Regions from separate parts of the Mus musculus genome. Here all the other regions are linked to region 3. Evidence: chromatin contacts called from public HiChIP or PLAC-seq data. All regions are on one chromosome and are shown on one strand. Each heading gives the region's core, a stretch centred on a gene start, on an enhancer-like site or on the middle of the called end of the contact. The rest is flanking DNA. Distances are from core to core; before and after follow the strand shown.

What was found. HiChIP or PLAC-seq counts read pairs in DNA pulled down with a chosen protein or histone mark.
Region 1: a contact with region 3 is called in a FOXA1 HiChIP or PLAC-seq map of pancreatic cancer cells. The contact joins two enhancer-like sites. A contact is called at or near these places in 4 of 15 datasets of contacts at CTCF or cohesin (embryonic stem cells, large pre-B cells and pro-B cells), 23 of 484 Hi-C or Micro-C datasets (the 63-12 cell line, the AML12 cell line, B cells and 10 more), 7 of 115 datasets of contacts at active chromatin or transcription factors (embryonic stem cells and pancreatic cancer cells) and 1 of 9 other capture datasets (embryonic stem cells).
Region 2: an HNF4G HiChIP or PLAC-seq map of pancreatic cancer cells shows a contact between it and region 3. The contact joins two enhancer-like sites. A contact is called at or near these places in 1 of 115 datasets of contacts at active chromatin or transcription factors (pancreatic cancer cells) and 1 of 9 other capture datasets (pancreatic islet).

The regions. Positions count from the first base shown.
Region 1 is chr17:46,068,143-46,071,356 of GRCm38.p6, forward strand. No RefSeq gene overlaps it. Among named protein-coding and RNA genes, the nearest start is that of Vegfa, 37 kb to the left of the region's middle. Within about 2 kb of position 1,954, at least 47 of the 459 cell types and tissues checked have an H3K27ac peak or open chromatin away from gene starts, as enhancers often do. A contact at or near this core is called in the HL-1 cell line, the N1E-115 cell line and pancreatic cancer cells, where this site is marked.
Region 2 is chr17:45,608,983-45,611,816 of GRCm38.p6, forward strand. No RefSeq gene overlaps it. Among named protein-coding and RNA genes, the nearest start is that of Mymx, 8.3 kb to the left of the region's middle. Within about 2 kb of position 1,444, at least 73 of the 459 cell types and tissues checked have an H3K27ac peak or open chromatin away from gene starts, as enhancers often do. A contact at or near this core is called in pancreatic cancer cells, where this site is marked.
Region 3 is chr17:45,851,101-45,854,065 of GRCm38.p6, forward strand. No RefSeq gene overlaps it. Among named protein-coding and RNA genes, the nearest start is that of Gm35692, 24 kb to the left of the region's middle. Within about 2 kb of position 1,496, at least 46 of the 459 cell types and tissues checked have an H3K27ac peak or open chromatin away from gene starts, as enhancers often do. A contact at or near this core is called in the HL-1 cell line, the N1E-115 cell line and pancreatic cancer cells, where this site is marked.

The DNA of each region.
Region 1 (3,214 bases), core at 704-3,203, 220 kb after region 3:
GCCCAGGAAAAATCTTATTTAAAAACAAAGAGTGTGAACTCTACAGAATTTAATGTCGATATTTCTTTCAATTCTCCTTGTCATTGATTTCCAGTGCTCCACATTGTAGCTGGGAAGTAGTTAATGTGTTTGAAAGGTAAGATGTACCTTCTGGTCCGGTATAGGAAGCTTCCTGGAGAATGGTGCACACACACGCATAAGAAGAATGTTTGTTTTGTGGCTGTCCAGTGGAGTGCTCTCTATTTGTCTGTTCTGATTGGCTCATAGTTGTTTCAATGCAATTTCTGTGGCTATAATAAAACACAGAGGATGAGGTAAGTTTTTTGTTTGTTTGTTTGTTTTCAAGACAGGGTTTCACTGTATCGCCCTGGCTGTCCTGGAACTCACTCTGTAGACTAGGCTGGCCTCTAACTCAGAAATCCGCCTGCCTCTGCCCCCCAAGTGCTGGGATTAAAGGCGTGCCCCACCACTGCCCAGCTCTTTTTATATTTTTAACTTGTTTTCTTAATGGTTACCCTGGAGTTTCAATTACCCTAATTTGTAACAAGTTTGTTTTCATAATATCAGTTTAGCTTCAACTGCATACTCATACTCTCTTCCTCCACTTATCTATCCCTCCCCTTTTACTTTCTTATGTTTACAGATTACATCTTTTGATATTTTATTCCCCCATTCGTGGTTTGTAATACTATCTGAGACAGTTGCCTTTTAGATCAAAGAACCATCTGACTACTGGGGAAAGTTTCAAAGGTAGAGGACCTAGAGAGTTAACTCAGTAATTAAAAGCACGCACTGGCTACTCTTCTAAAGCACCTGTGCTCAGTTCCCAGCAGTTTCAGGGGATCTGACACTCTCTTCTGACCACTGAGGGCGCCAGGCACAGATGTGGTGCACATAAACACACACAGGTAAAATATTCATACATATAAGATCAAAAAAATAATTAAAAATAAAAAGTAGCCAGACAGTGGTGGCACATACCTTTAGTCCCAGCACTTGGAGGCAGAGGTAGGCAGATTTCTGAGTTCAAGTCCAGCCTGGTCTAAAGAGCTAGTTTCAGGAACATCCAGGGCTTCACAGAGAAATCCTGTGTTGAAAAAAATAAACAAAAATAAACAAAAATAAAAGTAAATTAAAAAAAAAGGTATTTCTTTGGTAGAAGGGCACAGAGGGAAGTATCTGGGGAGGAGGGGCACCCCAGAGACACCTCCAGAACAGCAAACCCTGGGATTGGAATTGTGTTTTGAAGACTGAAAAATTACCTTGTAAATCTACAGGAAAAGATGTCAAAATGTTTCATTTAGGGGGGGAAAAAAAGCAAGTTACCAAGAAGCATGGTGACCCTAATTTTTGTGACTATGCGTGTATTTACATGTATTTAAAGGCGTATGAGTATCCACGCACAGAAGCCCGTTCACAGCTATAATAGTGGCGCTCTGCCGGTTGTCTCCAGCTGTTGAAGCGATGGGAGGAGGGAACCTTGTCCCGTCATTCCCTAGTGCATGCTATACTGTTTGTCCTGTTTACAATGAACACACATCACTTTTGTAACCCCGGGAAAGGGACTCATACTGGGGTTTTGTTTGTTTGTTTGTTTTGTGTTTTGTCCCCCACCCCACCCCGAGGGGTCAAAGGGATGAGGAGGCACTCACTGTGCTGATGGATGCCTGGGAGGCAGAGGGAACAGCTCGGGCAAATGCCAGACACAAAAACACTCCCTGGTACAGGAAAAGCAGCCCCGGGGCTGCCTAGAAAGCCCTGGAGCTGCTGGGAAACAGGTGTTTCCAGGGACCCCTTTATCCAGGCCTTTCCCAAAAAAAGAGTCCCTGCTTGGCATAAGGGCAGGAGAGCAATACTGATTTACAAGTTTTGCTTTATGTATGTGTTAAGCGAGTTAGTCACTGTGGGGAGAGAGAAAGCCCAGAGGCTGGGAGGCCTACAAGAGAGACTGTCGCAACAATTAAGAAAGAAAAGATGGAGCTGGAGGTGAGTCAAGGCTTAGGAGAGAGAAATAGAAATGGGAGATAAGGGGAGGCCAGACCCAAAGACTAGTTAGCCCAAGTCTGTTTGCACAAGGGTTCCTTGGCTTTGGCCCTGCCTGGCGTGTCAGTGGCCACGAGCCAGGTCAGGGGATGATCAGGCTGCAGATCACTGCGAGGTTGCTGCTGATTCATGATGATGAGCAGGAAAATCCCTCCCATCAGCAGAGTTCGGTCGGTCGTCCTTAGCAACTTGCAGAGCCCCCTGACTTCAGTCTCCCGGCATAGCAAATGCAGAGATGGCTCAATGGGTAAAGGCGCTTGCCTGCCCCAGGCTGACAACCTGAGTTTGACCCCCAGAACTCCCAGGATGGAAACAGAGAACCAACTCTTGAATTTTTCCCTCTGCCTTCTTACATGCATCACCATGACATTGTGTATGAATATACAACGACAATGACGATGACGACGATGTGATGGTGATGATGATGATGATGATATATTCAATTTCTGTTCCTTGTCTTAAAAATGAAGCAGCCAGAAGAGGGAACTCATCCAGAGCAAGACCCAAACACTAAGCCCGTTTCCCTATGCACACTGCACACAGCGAGTAGCTATTGCTCTTCCCAGAGAGCCAGTACAACTCTGTGCTTGCTTTTTGCTCTATGTAACCTCAGGCAGTCCACACAACCTGTGTCTTGGACTGCCTTTTGTTTTGTTTTGTTTTGTTTTGTTTTGGTTTGGTTTGGTTTGGTTTTTGTTTTTGTTTTTGTTTTTGTTTTTGTTTTTGTTTTTGTTTTTGTTTTCGAGACAGGGTTTCTCTGTGTAGCCCTGGCTGTCCTGGAACTCACTCTGTAGACCCTGTAGACCAGGCTGGCCTCGAACTCAGAAATTCGCCTGCCTCTGCCTCCCAAGTGCTGGGATTAAAGGCGTGCATCATCACGCCTGGCTTTGGGCTGTCTTCTTTAACACTGGGGGAACGGTACAGATGTTTTGTGTGTTTCTGGAAAGATAAAGACACGATCTGGGTAAAGAGCTCAGAAGAGGCCTGGTAGTGGTGATGCACGCCTTTACCTTGGCACTCAGGAGGCAGAAGCAGGTGGATCTCTGAGTCCAAGGCCAGCTTGGTATACAGAGTGAGTTCCAGGACAGCCAAGGCTACCTAGAGAAACCGTGTCTCAAAAAACAAAAACAAAAACAAAACCTAAAAAACAAAAAACAAAAAACAAAGCTCA
Region 2 (2,834 bases), core at 194-2,693, 240 kb before region 3:
GGATCAGAGCTTAAGGGCTGCTGGTGTCATGTGGTGATTTCATGAGTTCAAGACCAGCCTCGGTAATAAAATAAAAATAAAAAATTTAAAAGGTTCTCAAACATTAACATCACCAACCTATAAAAAATATAAACAGCTGGATGTGGTGGCGCACACCTTTAATCCCAGCACTTGGGAGGCAGAGGCAGGCAGATTTCTGAGTTTGAGGCCAACCTGGTCTACAGAGTAAGTTCCAGGACAGCCAGGGCTACACAGAGAAACCCTGTCTCGAAAAATAAAAATAAAAATAAACAACAACAATAACAACAAACTGGGGTAAACCTGGTGGTTGTGGGGCTAGCCTTTTATCCCAGCAGTCCTAAGGCAGAGAGACAGGTGAACTTTGTGAATTCCAAGTCAGCCTGGTCTACAGAGCGAGTTCCAGGACAGCCAGAGGCACACCGAGAAACCCTGTCTAGAAAAAAAACAAAACAAAACAAAACTGTAGTTCACGATGAGCTAGTTTCTAAGTTTAGGGGGCTCAACTAGTTGAGAAGATCCTCAATGCTGGGCTCAAAGCTTGTTTCCCAAATTGTTTCTGGTCGCGCTTTGGGAACCACGTGGCACCAAGGTCAACGCAGTGTGGTTCGTTATCTCTCCAGATTTTCGATCAGGTCCCTCCAGCCTCGGTTTGCGGGGCTTCCAGAGAGAAGCTCCTGGTTTGGGTGACACTGGAATTAAAAAAAAAAAAAAAAGGCGGGACAATTAAAAAGATCCAAGTTGGATATGGCAGCTTACAGGCTGCTGGGAAATCTTTCATTTCTTTAGTCTCTATTGCTTTAGAAGTTTGTTAAATTGAGAGACACGAGTGTTTCATTAGAATATCTTCATTTTTGCCAGGCCAGTTAATAACCGCAACAGAACAACGTGAACAAAAAGCAGGCTTGGAAAACTCCCTCTGGGAACCCCCAAAATACAAAGAGCCCCGAAGCGTAATACCTATGAATGCTGTGACACTGCCCCCCACCCCCGACCACGTACACAACACAGTAAGTCACACTGCGCCTTTTCCAACCTCAGCTTTCATAGCTGGCTATATATATATATATATATATATATATATATATATATATATATCTTCCCAATTCCTGTCTCAAGCAACTATGGAGTAGCTCCAAGTCCCTGGGCTGGGGAGACCCAGAGAGGAAACAGGCTTTTGTGTCTAGCAACAATGAGAAAATCAAGCAGGGGGGTGGGGCAAGGAAAGACAGTGGCTGTGTCTGAGGAATGTGTTTAATCTTCATCCTCTGTCTCTCTCCACCCCATCCTGGGCTTAACTTCCCTGTGCACCTCCTTCTCTTCTGTTCAGCAGTAACCTTCCCTACTGGATCCCCTTAGCCTGCCTCTAGCATTTTCGTTGCTGGTAAGAACACTGCCTTAAGACCCATCCACCGGCAAGCACCAGTCCCTGACACTATTCACGATAGTCTGTTATGCTTGTTGCCAGGAGCATGTTGTCCTCTGAGAGGCTCCACCCAGCAGCTGACTCAGACAGATACAGACACCCACAGCCAAACAGTGGATGGAGCTTGGGGACTCTTATGGAAGAATAGGAAGAAGGATTGTGGGGCCCTGAAGGGGATAGGAACTCCATAGGAAGATCAACAGAGCCGACTAATCTGGACCCTTGAGGCTCTCAGGGACTGAACCAACAACCAAAGAACCTGTATGGGCTGGACCCAGGCCTCCCTGCATATATGTAGCAGATGTGCAGCTTGGTCTTCATTGGGTCCTGAACAACTGGAATCGGGGCTATCCAAAAAGCTATTGTTTGTGTGTGGGATATGTTCCACTAGCTGGGCTGTTTGTCTGGCCTCAGTGGGAAAGGAAGCACCTAGCCTCACAGAGACTTGAAGTGCCAGGGTGAGGGGCTACCCAAGGGCCCCAACCAGCTCAGAGGAGAAGGGGGAGGGGAGATGGAGGAAGGATTGTGGGAGGGGCTGACTAGGAGGGGAACAGTGAGCAGAATGTAAAGTGAATAAGTAAGAAAAAATAAAATTAAATTGGAAAAAATAAATGCTGGCAGAAACCAGTTTCTTCCAGCTCCTGGCTGAGCCTCGCACAGTGGTGTAATCTTCCTGGCAGGAGAAAATATCTTCTAAAGAGACCCTCCCTTTGACTATCAAACTATTGCGATAACGGACCCCCAACCAGGCTGGGAGGGACAAAAGACTGAGGCTATCAAGAGGCACCCCTGCCCCATCTCCCCAGAGATTCCACACAGTTCTGACAACTCCTCAGATCACCAGAAAGACAGCATGGAGCTCAGACAATGAGAGGTCTAGGGCGGACCTTTGCCAGGGCTGCTCAAGTGTGCATTCTTTTGTCCTTCTATGTGGCTTTGGTTTTGATAACTTGTCACAAATGTAGACATATCTGGGACGAGAGATCCTCAATTAAGAAAATGCCTGTGGGCTGGAGAGATGGCTCAGAGGTTAAGAGCACTGGCCACTCTTCCAGAGGTCCTGAGTTAAATTCCCAGCAACCACATGGTGGCTCACAACCACCTGTAATGGGATCTGATGACCTCTTCTGGGGTGTCTGAAGACAGCGACAGTGTACTCATATATATATATAATAAATAGTAGTATCCTAGAAAGGTAGCTGGAGTCGAACCTAAAGAGTGAGCCATTAGGCAACATTCCTCCATGGCCTCTGCTTCAATTTCTATCTCCAGGTCCTGTCCTGATTTCTCTCCATGATAAACTAGAAGCTGTAAGATGATGTAAACTCCTCTAAACATTGCTTCTGGTCATAGTGTTTATCATAGCAGTAGAAAGCAAGCTAGAACACTT
Region 3 (2,965 bases), core at 246-2,745:
TGTCCAACTGCAGTCCTGATTCATACAGCCCAGTTATATGCTGGGTTAAAGAAAACAAACAGCGACTCATGGACCAGCAAGATTGTCTGCCAGACCCAGCGGCCTTCCATGTGGGGATGCTGCGCTGGCTGTCTGTCCAGGCCACAGGGGGAGAGGTATGGGAAGCAAGAATATGTGAGACAGTCCAGTCAAGCTAGGAACCTGTCACTTCCTTCCAGAAAACAGATCTAGGAAAACCATGTGCGTAGAGGAATAACTCTGAGTCTCTCCTAGCCTAGGCCATGCAAGCAGCCAGCCTGGCTCACTGCCTCAACTCTTCTCTCTGGCCTCATGTAGCTCTCCTACCTGGAGAGTGGCTGGGAGAAAGTGGGCCGTTCCACCCACCCCTGCAGTCTCCTCTCCCCTCTCCTCTGCATGTGCTCTGTACACTCTGTGCGATCGGTCATACTGTGGTTGGAGGGTGCCCACTTTCCTCTGTCCAAAGACCCGGCTTTCTAGCCCATCCTGTACCCTTCTGATTCCCCAGGAAAAAGCACACTGAAGAGCGTCTCCTGACCAGGTAGGTATAGCTCTTCCTACTATCAGTTCCGTCTAGAAGCTGATCAGGCAGGACGGCAAGGGAGTGGAGGTCACTGTGTAGAGGGGTGGCCTGTGGGACTGTAGAGAGGACCTAGGCAGGTGGTCAGAGATCTGGGCCCCTCCTAGCTCTCTCAAGGGTTCCCATTCCTATTTTTTTTTTTACACACTTAAGAAGAAAAGCAATACCCCAGCTGTGACCACAACATGGGATTAGTAGTTAAGATAAAAAGCTGACTGGGGTCCTTGCCTGTGCAGCAGCAGTTGGGGTGACATCGGTCTTAGGAGCAATGTGCTGAGGGATGTGAGCCCCAGCAGTTGCCATCCGGGCCTCCAGGGAGGCAGTTATACAGGGAAGGGGAGGGGGCGTAGTTTTGAGCTTTCAAAGTTAAGAAAAACCAAGAGGGTCAGGACACCGGGCAATGGGGGAATGAATGGCTTGTCATGGCCAGCCAAGTGGGTGGCACAGGAGAGCTCATTCAGGTCCCACACTGAAAGTGATCGTGGAAAATCTGGCAAAGTCTTTGCCAAATGCTGGTGCATGGCTGGTCCAGCCCACAGTGTGGCTGATGCAACAGAGATTGGGATTTCAAGGATAAAGAACGGAATGACGTTCTTGCCTTAGTCGTCTCAGATGGAGGAGAAAGCAAGGTGGGGGAGGGAGGGGGGAGAGAAGGGGAGGGAGGGAGGGAGAGAGAGAGAGAGAGAGAGAGAGAGAGAGAGAGAGAGAGAGTCCGATCCAAGGTCAGTTTTAGAAAAAATGAACTGGATCCTCTCTGAGGCATCATTTCTGGTGCACACAGGAAATCTCTGCCCTGGAGGTGATTTGCCTTGGAGCAGCAACTAGCCATGGGCAGCTGAATCCAGCTTTGCTGTCCATGAGGCTAGGGCTTTCCTCTTCAGACCTTCTAGATGACGCCACTAATATCAAATAGTGAGTCAGCAGCAGACCGTGTTCCTCCTTCTCCTCCATGCTGCAAGTTGCGGTTTGGACTCAGCAGAGTCAAGGATAATGTAGTGGGACTGGCTCCTGCATCAGCCCCCTGGTGACAGGTAATGATGGAGAGCTGGAATTCTCTAGGGCTGGCCCCCCTGGGGACCTGTCATTAGTCCCTATATCGCCTGAGATTTTTATCAATGATTTGAATGGAGAGGCAGGGGCTTCCTCCCTGTTTGCTGGTGACCCACCCCTGACAGGAACAGGAGCACAATGGTCTCCAGGCAAGGCCAGTGTGCCCGAAATAATGAACAAAAGCAACAGGAGGCAGTAACCGTGGCATGTATGAGAAACCTAGCTCCTGGGTGACAAGAGATCAACAGACTCTGAGTCCTGGGACTTAGGACGTTCCTGGCTTATGGGAAAAAGAAATCTGACTGTTCACTGGGAATAGGGAGCAGGTTAAACACTTAGGAAATCTCCACAGTAGGAAGATATGGGATTCCTATAAGGAACAAGGCTGTGAGGACATTCTCCCTCACATTTCCTTAAGCAACAAAGTAGGATGTGTGGCCCCGTATCTGACAGCACAGATCAGCTTCTATGAAATACTAGCAGGTTTATGTCCCTATCCAGACAATGGGAGACCAAGGTACTGCTCATGTCTTTGATCCGTCTTTTGAGTCATATACATATGCCCCCACCCCACCCCGTATAGCTAGAGCATCCTGCACCGTAGTCCTACTTAAAAAATAAAAATCAAATAGATTAGGAAATGTAGCTGATCACTCAGATTTGAAAGTAACAAACTCTGCCCTGTAAGGTTTTACTGACAGAAGCCTGAGCCTCTGGCTGGGGGAGGCACGCGTCTAGTCTTATGCTAACTGGCTAGGCTATGCCCAGATAGGGGTAGCCATGTTTGGAGAGAACCCTGGTAGTTGGATTCAAACTTGGGGGACAGTTTGGCTCTACTAGGGACGGTGTGGGAGAGGGAACTAGGCAAGCCTGGCAGTCTGGGGGTACAGAGAGTCACTGGGTGCTGTGTGAATTGGAGAGCCTGGGGGGGGGGGCTGGCAAGGGCAAGCAGCAGCGGTCCACGTGTTTGTGTGGTGAGAACTTCACACACTGAGCCATCTCCCCAGCCCCATCTCTCCTCCCCACTTTTATAGTTCCTTCCCCTCCTAAAACCAGACCTAGACTCCCTTCTATATGTTTGAAGTGTCTCTTAAAACACATATCTCCTCTGAATATGAGGGTTCATGTTAACTATCTGTTTTAGAATTTATACGTTGATACAAGTTCTAACTGTGGCTCTCTTGTTGTCTATTGTCTTCATTCAACATTGCTGGTTAGGATCTGTTTTGTGGTGGCTCACTCCTACAGGATCAGCACTCTGAGAGTCAGAGGCAGGGGGATTGGTGCAAGTCTGAGGCCAAGAGAAGTTTGCATAGT